Linked DNA regions of Zea mays: all the other regions are linked to region 3. A link is a contact called in public Hi-C data. All regions are on one chromosome and are shown on one strand. Each heading gives the region's core, a stretch centred on a gene start, on an enhancer-like site or on the middle of the called end of the contact. The rest is flanking DNA. Distances are from core to core; before and after follow the strand shown.

Evidence for each region. Hi-C and Micro-C count contacts between places; a contact is called where the count stands out from the background.
Region 1: a contact with region 3 is called in a Hi-C map of ear, with 1.8 times the contacts expected there. The contact joins the promoter of LOC100274146 here to the promoter of LOC541810 in region 3. A contact is called at or near these places in 2 of 25 Hi-C or Micro-C datasets (ear and leaf).
Region 2: a Hi-C map of endosperm shows a contact between it and region 3, with 2.8 times the contacts expected there. The contact joins the promoter of LOC100277374 here to the promoter of LOC541810 in region 3. A contact is called at or near these places in 4 of 25 Hi-C or Micro-C datasets (ear, endosperm, leaf and 1 more).

Annotation. Positions count from the first base shown.
Region 1 is chr3:138,756,710-138,760,072 of Zm-B73-REFERENCE-NAM-5.0, reverse strand. It overlaps LOC100274146, which reads left to right and starts at 1,411. Exons shown (of 3, transcript NM_001148524.1): 1 at 1,411-1,711; 2 at 2,436-2,741; 3 at 2,833-3,363. The coding sequence starts at 2,436.
Region 2 is chr3:139,158,226-139,161,860 of Zm-B73-REFERENCE-NAM-5.0, reverse strand. It overlaps LOC100277374, which reads left to right and starts at 1,431. Exons shown (of 1, transcript NM_001150954.2): 1 at 1,431-2,247. The coding sequence starts at 1,591. The coding sequence ends at 2,082. LOC100280424 reads right to left here. Exons shown (of 12, transcript NM_001361079.1): 12 at 3,179-3,485. The coding sequence ends at 3,388.
Region 3 is chr3:138,955,715-138,958,840 of Zm-B73-REFERENCE-NAM-5.0, reverse strand. It overlaps LOC541810 (delta-COP), which reads right to left and starts at 1,410. Exons shown (of 12, transcript NM_001111491.1): 1 at 1,318-1,410.

The DNA.
Region 1 (3,363 bases), core at 162-2,661, 200 kb after region 3:
TAGTGGGTGCGAGATTTATACTGGTTCAGGCAGAACGTTCCTACATCCAGTCTTCAATGGCTGGCGTCATTGGTGGCGAAGTGCCCCGGCATCAATGTTACCGTCTATGTGCCACACTGAGCCTTGACCTCCATAGCCTGGGTCTCATCGCGACTTGTCGTGTTGCGGCCCCTGTAGACAGCTAGTGCTCTCAGGCCTAGGCTCGGTAAGTCATGAGCGAGCCGTAGGCCTAGGGGCCCATAGGTCATGAGTGGAAGGTGGATCGACTCTCTCACTGTGGCTCGGTGTCATGTGCAGTTAATGCGGTCGGTCACTTACGACAGGTCAATCCTAGATCAAATGTAGAATCCACTCAAGTGGTTTCCCCTCGATCAGCCCGACCCCCTTCTGGCCCCCACCTCGTCCGAATCCAGGCTCGATGCCTCAAGACTATCCGAGATCGGATTCTTTCGAGACAGATCCTTTTCTCATCCTTCTACTGACTAGTGGGGCCAGGGGTTTGGGATCTTTCCCCCGACATAATTGTCACTATAAGGACTATTTTGAATAATAAAGGATTTTAGGCACATTTGGTTGGAGAGTCAACTAGAATAGAGCGGCTCCATTCTAGTTTTTGATAATAGAGCCGTTTTATTCCGTGTTTGACAAACAGAACAAAGCCGTTCCATTTTTTGTTTGGTTGAAGAGTAGAATAGAGCAGAGTCGTTCCGTTCTCTGTTTGGTTGGAGATCTATATGAGTGATTGAGTGTAGAGGGTAGGAGAGGGAGGAAAGCGCTCACATCTAAGAGATCGCTCGTATCCGATCGTTTTTGTGGAGTAGGAGCATTATAACTATTTATGTTAAATTTCCATATGGTGACTCCAGGAGTCATTCCGCTCCTGTTTTGTTGTAAACCAAACATCCAAAAAATAGGAATGGAGTCACTATATTTTTCTCCACAACTCAACCAAACACACAGCCAACGTAGAATAGAACGACTCTATTCTAAAAAATCGGAATGGAGTCTCTCCATTTTAGTTAACTCTTCAACCAAACACACCCTTAGTTCTTCCAATCTTCTCCGGTTTTCTGGTTTCTAAACTAGCCCTAATTAATAAAAGACAACGACTAATATGTAAGCAGGTACTAGGTGCAAGCGTGCAAGCAGACTTTTTAGTTCGTTAGATCTATATCCAACGGTAGATACAATTATGATTTGTTAGAGAGTTTTTTTATAAAGCTATATCAGGTGGTGATGAAAGGGTTTAAATGTTAAATATAATCTAGCGTTACATCTAGATTTAATAGATCAAAATATCTACCGTGATTGTACATAGTACCTGCTTGCATATTAGTTACTTTAATTAAAAATATCCCATCTGATACAAACTAAAAAAACGAACACCCCCGTTCACCGAATCACCGCCTCGTCACACTCCAGCCCTTCCCCCCGCGCCGGCGCGGCGAGGCCACCGACCGGCTGGCGGGTGTTGCTTCTTCTTCTCCCGGCCCACCCGGCCTGCCCGCACCACCGACCCCTCCGCTGAGCGCGCTCCCACGCCCATTGAATCATAGCGCGCCGCTCAGTCGAGCGAGGATTTCTCTAGGATAGCAGCCGCCATCACCTCCTCGCCTCGCCGCGCTCCGCTGGTGCTGCTGGGTCGCTGCTGAGCGGAGCGGGAATCGGACCGGACTCGGTTCGAATTCGTCCTCACCTTTTCGTCGTTCGGGTAAGGAAGCCCTAACGTTGCTTGGCAGATTGAAATTGAATTCTCTGTTCTAGCTAGGGTTTCTACGGTTGCGCCCTTAATTTTTGGTAGGTTCGAGCAATCCAACAACAAATTCCAGAAAATTCCTTGCCTGAACGGGTGATCAGACCCATCGAGACCAACTAGCTGCAGGATGGGTTATTGATTTTCAATACAATGAATTTCTCTGACGTTTGCTGCCCGCACAATTGAACAGAACACTTGCATTTTACTTGTCGAACTTGCACTATACTCTAATTCCATGAGTGCGCGGTTTAGTGATGTGGCCTTTCGCATACACTTTCACACTTCTCCCTTCATCTTTCCTGTGATGTGGTTTGTGCAATATTATGTAGAAAAAAAGCTTAAACATCTTTCTACAGCAGTCTTGTATGTGCAGGGTCGTTGTTCAGGCCCTTCACTGTTTCGTAGTTTCTAGCATTAAAATATTGTAGGTTAAACCTGAAACATCGTACGAAAGTAGCCTAGTATAGCCACTATCAGTGTCGTTTTAAGTTTTTATATAGCATTATTGTTCAGATACTGTCTCTAATTTTCTACAACAGCGTTAGGATTGACATCTTTTGGGAGTGACCTCTGTTTGCTGTTGTGTTGTATCTATCACTATGTTCGCCTGCAGAATCGCTCACTTTGCATGTCACAATTGTATGTTGCTGATGCTATTCAATGTGTGTTGTTAGTGCAGATGCCAGAAGCCGAGTGGAATGATGAACACACTAGGATTGTCTGCGAACTCTTTGAAGAACAAGTTCGGGCTGGGAACAGGCCAAACACGCATCTGAACAACATTGGTTACCGCCAAGTTGCGGCTAAGTTTCAGCAGAGGACAGAGCTTCTCTATACAAAATTGCAGCTTAAGAACAAATGGGACAAGTTTAAGAATGATTACATCACCTGGAGGAAGTTGCTTGTAGTAGGGAAGGGTTTACCCTGGGACACAGCAAAGGGGACATTTGTTGCTGACGAAGAATGGTGGAAGAAGATCAATAAGGTTTGTTGTGCGTAAATTAAACTGATTCCATATTTTATACTGATTCAGTGATTTTAGTTGCATGACACCCTTTCCTTTTCATTACTGGTAGGAGCTGCCGGGTGCAAGGAAATTTCGACATGGCGGTCTACATCATGAGGATAAGTTGAATGTAATGTTTGACTACATCACCAGTAATGGTGTGGATCCTTCACCGCCTGCGCCGGAAAGCCCGAAGAATGGGGTGAATCATTCGCCACCGGCTGCAACTGGTTTGCCATCTGCTCCAGACTGCGCGCTCAATGGAGTGGATCATTCGCCTGTGACTGCACATGGTTTGCCATCTGGTCCATACAGCCCCATGAATGGGATGGATCAGTTGCCACTACCCGCACATGATTTGCGAAGTGTTCAAGAAATCCCCATGAATGGTGTGAACCTCGATGGATTGGACAACAACACTGAAGATAATGATGACATTTATCAAGAGCCTGTGTTTCAGTATACTTCAAACAGGAAGAAGAGACCGATTAGTTTCAGTGCTACAAAGAAGAACAAGAAAAACAAGGCTGAAACTGCTCTGCTCATGCAAGCTCATTTGTATCGCATAACTGAGCTGGCTCAGAAAGCACAGGATACTTTC
Region 2 (3,635 bases), core at 182-2,681, 200 kb before region 3:
TCGCCGTCACGGCGCCGGGGTGACGGAGACGGCGTGTTTGCCGAGTGTCCTAGGTGACACTCGGCAAAGAAGTTACCTTTGCCGAGTGTCTATCGGCCAACACTCGGCAAAGAATCCGTCAGCGGGTCCCCATGTCAGGTTCTTTGTCGAGTGCTTTATATAGCACTCGGCAAAGCGTGCCTCTTTGCCGAGTGCCAGAGCCACTACACTCGGCAAAGAACCTATACCGGTGCCCAGGTCTTGGTTTTTTGCTGAGTGCTATGGTCCTGACACTCGGCAACACTCGGCAAAGTGACCAGTACACACCTTTTTTATTTGTTTTTCCTATTCCATGCAAACAAACAAAAGATATTTAACAGATATCACATATATACATCACATATCATCACATACATAAATATCCAACATAAACATTAATATACAAACATAAGTCCAGAAGTTCTCAACACAAACAGTATCAACACAAGTTTAGAAGTATCAACACAAGTTCAGAAGTATGAACACATAAGTCTAAAGCTCTGACATAAGTATGCAACATAAGTTTTGTAGTCTAAACACTAAAAACATAACTCTCATTGAGGTGGGCGGTTGGACTGGTGCTACGTTGGGCTGGGCGAACCATGAGGGTTGTTGGATGCTGCCCCGGATTGGTCCTGTACAGAGAAGAGATTGCATGTGTTATACTAGACAATCGGCAAATAAACGAACTAAATCTACTGGCTATTGAAAACATTGTTATAATTGTCCCAAAATGATACATATAGATTTACATAGTGTAGGAACATACCACAAAAAGTTTGGTTGACAAAAATAAAAAAAAAATAAAAATATACTTTGCCGAGTGCCCCAAAACAGGCACTCGGTAAAGAGGTCTTTGCCGAGTGCCAACTCTTGACCCTCGACAAAGGTTAACGGCTGTCAGCTTTAGACGGCCGCTGACGGCTCTTTGCCGAGCGACGCCTTCGCCGAGTGTTCGGCTCTCGACAAAGACTTCTTTACCGAGTGTATTTCTGTACCGAGTGTCCTGCAATCGACAAACGAGCACGTTACCGAATGCAGGACTTTGCCGAGTGCCCGATAAAAAATACTCGGCAAAGATCCTAACACTCGGCAAAGGTCCGGATTTCGGTAGTACGAGTTATTTTTAATTTAAAAGAAAATTTTATGTTTCATTCTGAAAATGAACCACCGAGCCACCTTAAAGGGGGCTCTTTGTGCGGCCCTCTCGAATCAAAGACAACCGCCGTGGGCTGCGTTAGTTTATGAGAAGATAATCGACACCCCCCGAGTGGCCAGCCAACTGCCACAACGTGACAAGTACAACCTCTTGTATGATTGGTCAATTACATCAACCTCAACTAATTAATTAGGGAATATACGCCCCGTCAAAATACGAACAGATTAAATAGTACGTAGAAGAAAAAAAAATCATCACTACCCGAACAGCACGACATAGATCCATCCAATAGCAACTCACCAAGCCATTCCAGATTCCAAAGGACAAGTAAGCGAAGCGCAAACACTAGCAGCCAGCTCGGAATAATCGGAGGAGCCAGTCCCCCCACCTACTTTGCTCTGCTCTGCTCCTCCATGGCCAGCAGCTACTACTCCCTCATGCTGCTCCTGCTGCTGGCGGCCACGGCCGTAGCAGAAGAAGCAGCCGCCGAGGCGTCCGGAGGCGGCGGCAACGCGACCGAGACGTCGCCGACGGCGTACGAGATGCTGGAGCGGTACGGCTTCCCGCGGGGCATCCTGCCGGCGGGCGTGACAGGGTACGAGCTCGGCGCGGACGGCGCCTTCGAGGTGTACTTCCCGCGGGCCTGCGAGTTCCTGCTGGCGAGGACGTGGCTGGTCCGCTACGAGGCGCGCGTGTCCGGGTCCGTCGCCGCCGGCTCGCTCACGGCGCTGCGGGGGATCAGCGTGAAGGTGCTGTTCCTGTGGCTCGGCGTCGGCGAGGTGGACCGCGCCGGGGAGACGCTCAGCTTCTACATCGGCCCCGTCGCCACGTCGTTCCCGATCGACGACTTCGCCGAGAGCCCGCGCTGCCGCGGCTATGATGCCGAGGCGGCGGCCTCGTCGTGACTCATGACGCAGCCTTCAGCCGGCGGTGATTATTAGGACTGCCTTGCTGATTTAGCTGGCTATATATACACTTGTGCATCGATCGAGTCGGAGCCGGCGATTAGCTATTTTTCCTCGTCCTTTAATTTTTGTTTATTTCGCGGACTTTGAGCAAGTTATTTGCGGTGATCTTGTTGCCCTGGGTGGGTTGGTTTGTAGGAATTTCGGAAAAATCATATAAGATTTTTTACAGAACAGTTTATTTTCACAGAAAAAACGCAACCCAGGAAGTGGAAAAAATCTTGCAATTCAAAGGAGCCCTCATCATGTGTCTAGGAATCCTTTCTTTTTCCTGATCTGTGAACATGAGACCAATTCATGATGCTAGCTGTTGAGTAGTTTGCGGTATTTGGTGTTCAAGTGTTTGAATTGTCTATCGAAACCAGACGCCACGGCCACGGCCACGTCGGTCGCACCGGTGCAACTCTGAGCTGAACAGTCCGTGAAGACACAATTTCAATGTCCACGTCATCATCCGCCCGGGTTGCCATCTAAAAAACCACGGTCAACGCTCCATACCGACCATGGAACCAATGCAGAGCAGCTCAGCATTTGTGAAAGGAGAATGCTCGCTGGCTGAACGTAGAACCCAAAGTTGTAACGAACTTATCCAATGCGGGAATCCATCCACACACGTCTGTCAAAAACGACATGCATCCCAGCAGTACTGTCTGTCTATATGGAATTGAACGTATAGAGTTTCTTGATATCTTGTCTGCATATATATAACCAACAATGACCGACAAGCATGATGTAACTTGACAAGAACGGTAAATCAAATAGATTGGAGCGTTGTTTACGTTACAAAACAAAGAGCCTACCAAAGCACAAATGAGCCTACACAGTACAAGCTTAAGCACCAACAATTTGAGATTCTGCTCTTGCTATACTCGTTTTGGCCACTCTTTCAAGGGCAACGAGTCAAAGACAATGCACGTAACACACCGGAACACCCTCCTCAAGGGCAGTGGCCACAGAACTACCAGAACAGGCAAACTTCAAACTTTCCAAGTCGGTACAACCTGACAACTCGAAATCTTAGTAGCAATCAGCCCATAAAGTTCCAAAAATGGTTCCATGGAAAATTTTCAATACAACACATGATCCTCGCATCCAATGCCCTTGAGGCATCTGACTTAACCATGACAATGAAGATGTACATAGATTAGGGGGAAAAAAGATGCAGTATGGTCCAGAGAATGTAAGTAGAAACATACACGATGCAGTATGGTACAGAGACGGCAAGTAAAAAACACACGAATTCTTTCACTCCAACGACTTGAGTAGCCGGAACAAACCAGCTGCTTCCCTTATCCGTGAAAATTCAATACAGAACGCTTGTACCTCGATGAAAAGGTCTTGAACTGCACCCAAATAAAAAAAATGCACAGGATTATCTGCCTTGTCCACTCGGAAAAGAGAGGGAAAACCCTAACTTGTGGACTAGCATTTCAACATTTTACAAGCCTACAAGAAAACAAGGAAACTAGAAAACAAAACAATTAACTTCTTGA
Region 3 (3,126 bases), core at 161-2,660:
AAAACGTGGTTCCACAACGATTTTGCTTCTTCTTCTGACGTCGTCTTTTCAGTTAATCCTTTTTAAGTACATGTTAAAAATGGGTTGTATTTATGTTGTTCTTCACCCACAAAAAAGGATTGACTGAAAAAAAACTTTTTTTGAATCAGAAAAAACTCGGCCGGTGAGGGAAAGACCGACCTCCCGGTATTATATTAAGAAGAGACCGAAACATGGTCCGGGCCAAGAAAATCCCCGAAACCTGCCCCCCCCCCCCCCCCACACATCACTAGCGGGCCGTCACCGCCCACTCTACACTGGCCCAGCCGGAGGGTGGCGCGCAGGACGTAACCCGGGAGTGGGTGGGGCATAACGAGGGAATTTTTTTAACCAAGCCCGAAATTCTCGCCCCGAGGGAGATCGAACCCGGGACCTGGAGGTGATACTCGGAAGCCTTAATCATTGCGCTAGAGGCAGCCAAACAGTCTAGTGATTCTAATTCGCCGTCCAAAATGTTTCTATGAAAATATAGATCCCTACCAAACACACCCTAAATATGCCACTTATACTCAAATAAGTTTGTACATAAATCAACACTAAATAGTTGTATCATATGATGCAGAAAACAATTAGAAGAGGGCCACAATGGTTTTAAGTTAGTTGGCCAACGACATTTACAAGCAAACAAATCAAGGTCCTTAAACAGCCATTTTTTTGTATCATATTTAGTTCAACTGTGTTATTAACACATTATCAAGGACATATATCTACAGCATCGCACTGGTGCAAAGCTGATGTTTTACTACAGTCATCACATCGTTCGAGGTCAATGAAAGTAAACAAAGATCAAAAAAGAACTTCAGAAAGTCATCCAAAACAACAAACCCTTGATATCATTCAGATTCAGGGTAGCACATTTTAAACGGGCCCGAAAAAAGTGTCGACGTGCATAGCACCCGAACATGCAAGGAAATTGGCAAAGGCAGCCTGGATCTAGGAGAGTACACCGAAAAGTAAATTGGCAGAGGCGGCCCGGATCTAGAGGAGCCTCTACCCATGACATGCAGTGGTCGCCATGAAAGATAACAGAGCGGCGGAAGGACGCCTGGATCTGGCCAGAAATGGTGTGCTCGGTTGCGCATGGCCGTAAAGGGAGCTAAGGGGCGGCCTTGCCTGTTTTACGCTCGTCGCCGGCAAAGGGCCAGGCGGAGAGTTGGCGAATCCTATCCGTTAAGCTAAACGGAACTACAAATCAGTGCTCCAAGTGGCTGGACTGTTGGTGATCGAAATCGAGCAAGAAAATGTTGAAGGGAAGAGGAGCCTGAGGCGACAACATACGTCGGTGGAGTGCGCCGGTGCTGCTGGTGCGTATCCACCGGTGGCTGCGAGTTCGTCGGAGTCGACACCGCCTCTGTCGCGCCACCACCTCCGCCCCGCGAGATTCGTCGCCACTGCCGGGATGCGAGATCTGTGTGTGTTGGAATGGGGAATTTTATTAGGCTGGATCCAACGGGGAACAAGGCCGGTTCCAAGTGGGTCGAATTGGGTTTTGAGACTTGGAGACAAAGTATCCACTATTGGATGAATTGGTCGATAACGCTCAGCGTAGCAAAATGGCGTGTTTTAATTGATATCACGTTAATTAATTGTTTTTTTAAACCATTTGAAATTGAGAAATAAAAAAGTCCTATAATCTGATCTATAAATTAGATTTTATTTATTAATTATTAGTTTTTTATTTTTATGTTTAAGTTATATAATTTTATTTATAACTTGTATATTTTTATTATTATGTTTGAGTTATGTAATATTTAATTGTTGTTGAGAATTATGTAATTTTATTGTCTTAATTACACCAGTATATAGTCAGCGCTAATGTTACGATCTCGGAGAGGTGAGAGGAGGGATCCATGATGATGGTGGTGCCGCGAGTGAGGGGAGGAACGGCGGGGTCGCAGGGAAGGAGGGATGAAAGATGATCCAACTAATATTGTCCATTGGATTTTTAGTGAGAAAGGGAGAGAGGATTATCCAGCAATCCGAATCGTTGGTTTTGATTGTTAAAGTCTGGATGTAATTTATTTGGTGGATTTAGTGGAGGTTATGGTTGTGGGGTGATTTGGTTTTGGTGAATTATATAGTGGTATAGATAGCATATGTATTTTATTTTAATAAAACATTGCATTTTATGTTAATTAAAAGTCTGTAAAAATGGTGATGAGAAGACTTCATTATTATAGGCTGAAAGATAAAAGTTGATGATGATCGATATAGACTGATCTATAGCTGATATGGTGATAGATATAGCATGAAAAGGCTCGGGTCAACCTTAGCCTATGCCTTGTGGCAGTGGGCTAGACCGATGGATGGGCACTTGAGCATGGGTTGTGGTCCCCTTTGAGCTTTCTAGTCTTCTTTGACTAGATCCAACACACGTCGATGATGTGACGACACGGTCGATCGGTACCGTTCGCTTCGGTCCTAATATCGGTCGATTCAAATGTCTGGTCGGTGGGGCCGTTGATCGGTTGGCTTGTTCTGACTCGCGCTCTGGGGAACCGTTTGATACCAACTTCGACCAATTAGTATCGACTACATGTTGCCACGTGGAAGTTTATGATTAGTTTAAACTATTTGAAATTTTAAAAAGTAGAAAAAACTAAAATTCGACCTATAAATAATGCAGGAGTGTGTGAGTTCATTCACATCCCATACTCTTCAAAACGCTCTTACCACTTTATATTGTAGTCATCTCACTCTACCTTTATCATCATGTCTTTCTCAAGCTCGGATGTTGAGATGACCGAAGATGAGGTACTCGATATATTGCATCAAACTATGATGGATGTGGTAATAAAGCTTTCCTCCGAGTCTGCAACGAGGTGGAGACGAAGGACATAACATCAAAGCTATATCAACCAGGATCGTGAAACCGTCCATGACCAGTTAATGAAAGACTACTCCAGTGACCAATATGTCTACCCTCCGCTCTACTTTCATTGAAGGAAACGCATGTGAAGGAGCCACTTTCTGATAGTCGCCTAGAGGGGGGTGAATAGGCGAAATCTGAAATTTACAAACTTTAAACACGCACTAAGACCGAGACTAGCGTTAGAATTAAATCGGAGTACAAAAGATAGTTCTCCT